Linked DNA regions of Capra hircus: region 1 is linked to region 2. A link is a contact called in public Hi-C data. All regions are on one chromosome and are shown on one strand. Each heading gives the region's core, a stretch centred on a gene start, on an enhancer-like site or on the middle of the called end of the contact. The rest is flanking DNA. Distances are from core to core; before and after follow the strand shown. Region 1 overlaps MYOM1 (myomesin-1). Region 2 overlaps LPIN2 (phosphatidate phosphatase LPIN2).

Region 1 (3,354 bases), core at 288-2,787, 170 kb after region 2:
CTTTGTTGATCATGCAGTGAAGCTCAACCAAAGGGATCTCTTTCCATTACTTTTAAAACTTACTCACAAATGGAAGCATTTTTGATCCCGAGTAAATAAAATGAGTGACTCAGGCAGTACAGAGTCACAGAGGAAATTCATTTCTGTGATTGTAGAAAGACATCAGAGAGAATGGTTCAACTCTTGCTTTAGATGAGGTACTTTCCACCAGAGTGTGTACAAAAACAGGAAGGTGAAATGCAAGATAACTTATTTTCAATTCCGGCAAATCTTATTTTCATTGAAATTTATAAAGGAGGAGTAAATGAAAATATGAGATGGAATTAAGAAAGATGGAGGGAAGCTGGATGAAAAGTGAAAAGTGAAAAAGCAGGTGAAAAGTGACTGGAGAGCAATTGAGGAGCCTGATCAGGGAAAGTCTCCAGAGAGAAGGTGGCATCATTTTATTAGATTTTTTATTGATGCCACTGCTTGTACTTAAGGTCAAGAAAAGCTGTAAATGTGGTAAATGCACAGACCAGTAGTCCTCAGCTGGGGTGATTTTGTGCCCCCAGGGACATTAGGTAACATCTGGAGATAATTTTGATCGTCACGATGGGGGTGAGGTGGTAAGAGTGCAGATTCTACAGACATCTAGTGGGTAGAGGCCAACGATGCTGCTAAGCATCTCACAATGCACAGAACAGCCCCCACAACAAAGAGATACCTGGCCTAAAATGTCAGCAGAGCCAAGGTTGAGAAATCTGGCATAGACTGAAGTATGAAGGTCCAAAAATTCTTCACTGTCATTTTATGGTCCCTATTGTTAAGGATGCTATATTGGTTCCCATGAAACAAAAGCAGATCATAATTTACATACCACTATTTTGACATCGAGACTTGGAGTCTAACTATATGAAAAGATTGTTTTTGACTGCCTAATATGGAAACTCGAGTACTGATAGATCAGATATAATGTTGTAAATGTGATTTTCCTTTGATATCAAAAGCTCACAGCAGTGCGATACTCATGCTATAAGGGATAAATTCAGCGTTAAGAAAATTACAATTTTAAGAAACTAAACCAGAAAGAAAAGTATATTTGAAAAAAAAAGATATTTGAAGTGTTCTAATAAAATGAATAAAAATGCTCTTCAAGCTCCAGGTTTTCATATTTTCATTTCAAACACAATGCCTGGAACTCAGCTAAATAAGGCAAAGACTCTTAATAAAATAAACCCCTTAGTGAATAGATAAATTAAAAAACAGAAGAAGTTTTTGTTTTTGTTTTCTTCCCCCTGGCATTTTTCTGATCAGTAAAGGATTTCTTATTCTCTTCTCCCTCTGGTGGACGAGGGAAGAATAACCTTGCAATGGGATCTACTGCAATCATTTTTAAAAGGTCATTCTGAAAAATGAGAAACACTTACTCTTCAGTCTAGCTTTCTCAGCCGGGTCCAGAGCTGCCACAGGCTCGGAGACTCGAGAGGGCAGGCCTATCCCAACTTTGTTCACAGCTCGAACTCGGAATATGTAAGAACGGCCTTCGATCAACCCAGTGACAGGGAAACGAGCAAATTTCACAGGAATGTCATTGCACTGAGACCAAGTGTCTGTGCCCACCTCACATCTAAGGGAGAGAGAGAGGACAGGAATATGAGAGGAAGGATGGCTAAGTAGATGGCGTCAGGGCTGCAAAGCCACCCCAGTGCTTCAGGGCTTTGCTCTGTAAAACCTCCACCTGGAGCAGCCTGCAGCAGATACATAGCTGCAGGCACTCAGCTCCACTCAATTGCAACGGATCTACTCTAACAGGAAAGAAGCCTCAGAGCTTTCATGGAGACTTGTACATCCTTCCACCTCTCTAAAAGCGGGCAGCTGAGGGGTCTCCTGTGCTAAGCAGAGGAGCTTTTCAGGGGGAAAAGAAGCAGGCAGGTATGCACAGTTTTTACATAGCAGAAGGGGGAGGACCCCCCAAACATCCCCCTCAGATAAGGTCTTCAGTTCTACCACTAGTGACTTCTTTCTTTATCGTTCTTATGCATTTTCTTTTAAAAATGGAACTGTGGTTAAGAAAGTTAACACCTTACAAGACACCTCTCTGTACTATAGTCTGGAAAGAGCTCACCGGTGGTCACTACACGCGGTGTGGGTGGAACAGCGAGATGGGCACTGTATTTTTTTTCTTATCAGATGAGACTGATGAGATGTAGGGAAATCCTTGGGCCTAGCAAGGGAAGGCTAAGTCCCTGGAACTTCTGATTTCTTACTGGGGGCCTTTACAGCAGCCGACGGCTAGGGAGAGAGGGGTCACATCCCAGGAGAAAAAGATGACAGTCCATATCATGCTTTCCGCCTGATCAATAGAGTCTGAGGGGCCCAATGTGTGACCTCAGAATGCAGCGGTAACTCACTATTTTTTATGAGCAGAGCACTGCACTTTGAATTTTTATCACTTCCCCAACTCGGCTCTCTGTCCAAAGGGTATAATTGCCCAAAGGATTCTCAAGGGGGAGGAGGGTGCCAATGGCAGTGCAAAGGCAGTTAGAGTGGGGGCGGGGGTACATTATTTTCACTTCCTTGCCATCACCCTTCCATTCTTTGAGAGAAATGGACATTTTCTTCAATCTTATGTGAAATGGTATCAAATAAGGCTTCAGTCTATGCCTTCCACTCCCTCCCCCTGAATTTTCCTTTGTAAGAATTCTGGAGCTGCTGTGAACTGGCCAGCGGGGAGAGATAGAAGGCTTGGACAAGCAACAGACCTCCCCTGCCTCCAGGAATTCTGCCAGGAAGCTCCCTCTTCCCCTGAGCAGATACTGTCTTGGTAACCAGTGGTCCTGGAACTCACTTCCAAACTGTCATGTGGGCAGAAAGGAAGGTGGGGAGCAGCTGCTCTGGAGACTTTCACAGCAAGAACCCAAACTTACCATTTCGCCACTAGGACACAGTGATGGGTCAGCTACTTGCTTCCTATCTGTAATAATGGCACATACCTCTCAAAGAGAGGCTATGGGTTAATGGGGCAGGCACATGAAGTGTTTAGAACAGCGCCATGCACACAGCAAATGCTTAATAAATATTCACCACATTAAGGTTATTTTCATTATGGCTAAAGCAAGAAGAAAACAAGATGTACTGATTATCTCTGGTCTTTCAATGATCAAAGTCTGAAAATTCTTTGTAAATCTACCAAAGACAATAATGTGGAAACTGTAAGGATGAAAAAGAACCTACCTAAAATTTCACAAGTCATCATTACCTAATGATGAAATAATGTGGAAGCATTTAGTATAGGTTAAATAGTGTATGTGACAGTTGCTCAGTTGTGTCCAGCTCTTTGCGACCCCATGGACTATACAGTCCATGGCATTC
Region 2 (3,137 bases), core at 473-2,972:
GAAGAAGATTTAGGGAGTCCCAGCCGAGAGGTCCCGGGCAACCCAGCCTGCCACACACACACAAGACAAAGGATGACGTTAGTCAGAAAATCTTTCCTTAGAGGAAAATCCATCAAGGGCCACCAGCCAAACATGAGAAAACATGAAGAGCTCAGTTTACAAAAGGAGGTAAGACCAGAAAAGGCCAAAGAACTGGCTAGGACAGTCGGACACACAGGTGCTCAAGTCCCACAGGGTTGTTGGAACCAGCCCTGCTAAGCAACCCCCTTCTCATGAGTGACTTGACTCTCCTGGGCCAACTCTCGGACAGAGTAACCCCTGCTACTTTTGCCAGAAAGACCATTTCACTCAGCAGACAGCTTTGGCAACGTGAGGCCTTCCTCTCATGTCTCAGGCTCGGGGCTGCCAGGTCCCAGCCCTACAATTATTCCAGCAACTTCACAGAAGAGAAGGCAGCTGGGGCTGAGCTGACCCTGGCCGCCCAGTACATGGGGCAGCCCAAGAACCTGTCCTTAGGCTCACAGCTCTCCCACCCACCGACACGCGGGGTCACCCCAACCCAAGGCACCTAAATGAGGGGCGAAAAGTCTGACGTCCAAGGGAGACCCCGCCACCTCCATGAGACCCCAGGGCTGCGTTCCCGGCACGGCTCACCACCCAGGGCGGACGAAGCTGCCCACCCACCTTTGGAGATCTCTCCGTTCTCGCTGAGGCCACCGCAGAGCGACAGGGTGACGTCGGGCAGGTCCATGGCGGAGTCCGAGAGGCACTCGGTGCCGCTGTCGGCTGCCGCGCTGCCCACCGACTGGGGGGACTGGGAGCCGGACAGCGTGTCGGACTCGGGCCACTGCCGGGAGCCGGGCTCCGACTCACTGCAGGGAGAAAGGCACCGGCCATCACACCCCTGCCCTGAGCCTGATGGCCAAGCTCAGGGCTCCCTGCCCCGGACGCGGCTTCGCTTAGGCAGTGTTCAGACCCTATCCTAGACAACACTGAGACAACGCAACAGTGCTGCTGAGGAATTAACTGAACACAGTAAACACGCACACACCGATCGCTCACAGTCACGCGAACCATCGATGATGGCCCTTCTGACTTATCAAAGGGATGAAAGAGTTACAAGCATTCATTTACATGACAAAATGACAGGGTAAGAAAAACCTGATGTCTGGAAACCTTCTGATCTTAACTTCCTACAAAAGGCTGTGGTACTATACTCCTCTCGGAGAAAACTGCTGTAGTCCAAGAGGGTATTATTGTTAAAAACAAGGCTTTTCTAAATTCATTTATTACCTCATGAAAACAAAACGAAGAAATTAACCAAGTAAAAGTTCTCAGGAGGCTGGACACACCTCAAGAAAGAAATGCACCAAGAAACCAGAAATAAACTGTTCCTACACTGGTGAGCCTCAGAACCAAAGTTGAGGTTACTCAACGTTTTCAGTTTTCTAAACAAGGCGTGGAAGCCAGGTTTTAGAAGCTGATCCTAAAGGAAACTTTTTGTAATGGAGCATAAATTTGAGAGGAAAAGGACATGGAAATGACACCTTACATCTCTTAGTCATGAATGCTTCCTACTCTACACCTTCTGAACGGATACTTTTAGAGTTATTTTATTTTTTTAAAAGCCAGTACATAAATGCATGTCATCTCATGAAGTTATATGATGTTTAAAAGAAAATCTGAAATTTGAGCAGTAGGTGGCAGCACAGTACAGCTAAGTCATAAATAGAAAGCCGTTGCAAACACTAACGTTTTGCACTTGAGCCTCTGAAGAGGAGATGCTGGTGTTGGACTGGGCGATGCACACCCACACCACAGTTTTGAGAGTAATCGGATCAACAGAACGTGCTGCTAACCGGAGACGGTGAAAAAGCCAAGGCCACCTAGGCGGCAAGCGCCGGCTGTTGTGCTGGGGCTCCAGCAAGGCTGACCTCGGGGTGAAACAAGCACCTCGTGCTCACCCTCCTGGGCACATGGGCGGCCCCTGCAGTCAGGTATAGCCATGTGATCAGACGACTGTGCTGTCCCTATGGACAGAAGGCATGTGCCGCCTCCTTCCCAAGCCGGGCCCCAGAAAACTGCGCCCCCAGCGGCCCTCCCCTTTCCCTGTCGAGGCCCCATGGGGACAGGGGAGCCTCAGGATGGGAGGGGCTGGTGCTCTGGGGCCCCCATGCGCAAGGCCCCCACCAACACCATCACATGAGCAAGAAATGACTTGCTGTGGTCAAGCCACCGAGGTCGTGAGTTTTACTAGTTACAGCAGCTGGTGTGACCCTGACTGACGCCCCCGCTGAATACATGGAAGACGCCGACCAACTCAACAGTGGGCTGTTAGAACCACGGGACTGTGTGCTTCAGGGTCAAGTTCAGCTCTAGTTACAAACACTAGCTCTTCAGTCAGGGGGCCGGTGACCACGAAGAGAAAACGAACGCCTGTGAGCCTTCCAACAGCCTCCCTGTCTTGCTTCCAGACACAATCACGCATGACGTGAGTGGCTACGGCCCCAGACGGTCAGGCTGCAACCGCACAGGGTGGCCCCCGTGCAGCAGTCATGCTCCCCGTGCTTCAAAAAAGCAAACTAAGAAATGTCTTACATCTGTCCCGATGTAAACAAATGGTTACGGACTGGGAAATCACAAACAAAGAGGTAATGTCAAGATAGCTTACGATGGGAAAAAAAAAAAAAAAAGGACCAGTTTCACTTCTCTCCCCTTAAAAACCCAACTACTACTCCAAACAAACGGGAGAAAGTTAGGGCGTTTTAAGGATCCTGCAAAAATATCTGTAAAAATTAAGTATCCTCACCCCAATCCTGTCTATTTTAAATAAAACCTTCAGATATGCTTTTCAATAATTTGTTTAAAAGTATTTAATTATGTGTGACTATGGCTCAGTGTATTCAAGCCATGAGAACTTGGGGAAAAGTAAACACTGCTCTTGTGATCACAGAATATTATTTAATAAAATGGAATTTCCCCAAGAATGGAAATGGCCTTGGGAAAACCGCCCAAGTCTATCACTGCTAAGGTTTTGGTGTTATTCCAAGCAGGGAGTCACAGAGGAGGAAGGGATGGCTTGGAAAGGAGGAAGGGGAAGTTTGGAAAGGCCCTGGAAAGGGCCCCACCAGATCCAG

What was found. Hi-C and Micro-C count contacts between places; a contact is called where the count stands out from the background.
Region 1: a Hi-C map of blood shows a contact between it and region 2, with 3 times the contacts expected there. The contact joins two enhancer-like sites. A contact is called at or near these places in 2 of 5 Hi-C or Micro-C datasets (both in blood).

The regions. Positions count from the first base shown.
Region 1 is chr24:37,702,129-37,705,482 of ARS1.2, forward strand. It overlaps MYOM1 (myomesin-1), which reads right to left. Exons shown (of 38, transcript XM_018039757.1): 12 at 1,410-1,609. Among named protein-coding and RNA genes, the nearest start is that of MYOM1, 52 kb to the right of the region's middle. Within about 2 kb of position 1,538, at least 1 of the 5 cell types and tissues checked has an H3K27ac peak or open chromatin away from gene starts, as enhancers often do.
Region 2 is chr24:37,527,844-37,530,980 of ARS1.2, forward strand. It overlaps LPIN2 (phosphatidate phosphatase LPIN2), which reads right to left. Exons shown (of 20, transcript XM_005697070.2): 9 at 685-872. Among named protein-coding and RNA genes, the nearest start is that of EMILIN2, 74 kb to the left of the region's middle. Within about 2 kb of position 1,723, at least 2 of the 5 cell types and tissues checked have an H3K27ac peak or open chromatin away from gene starts, as enhancers often do.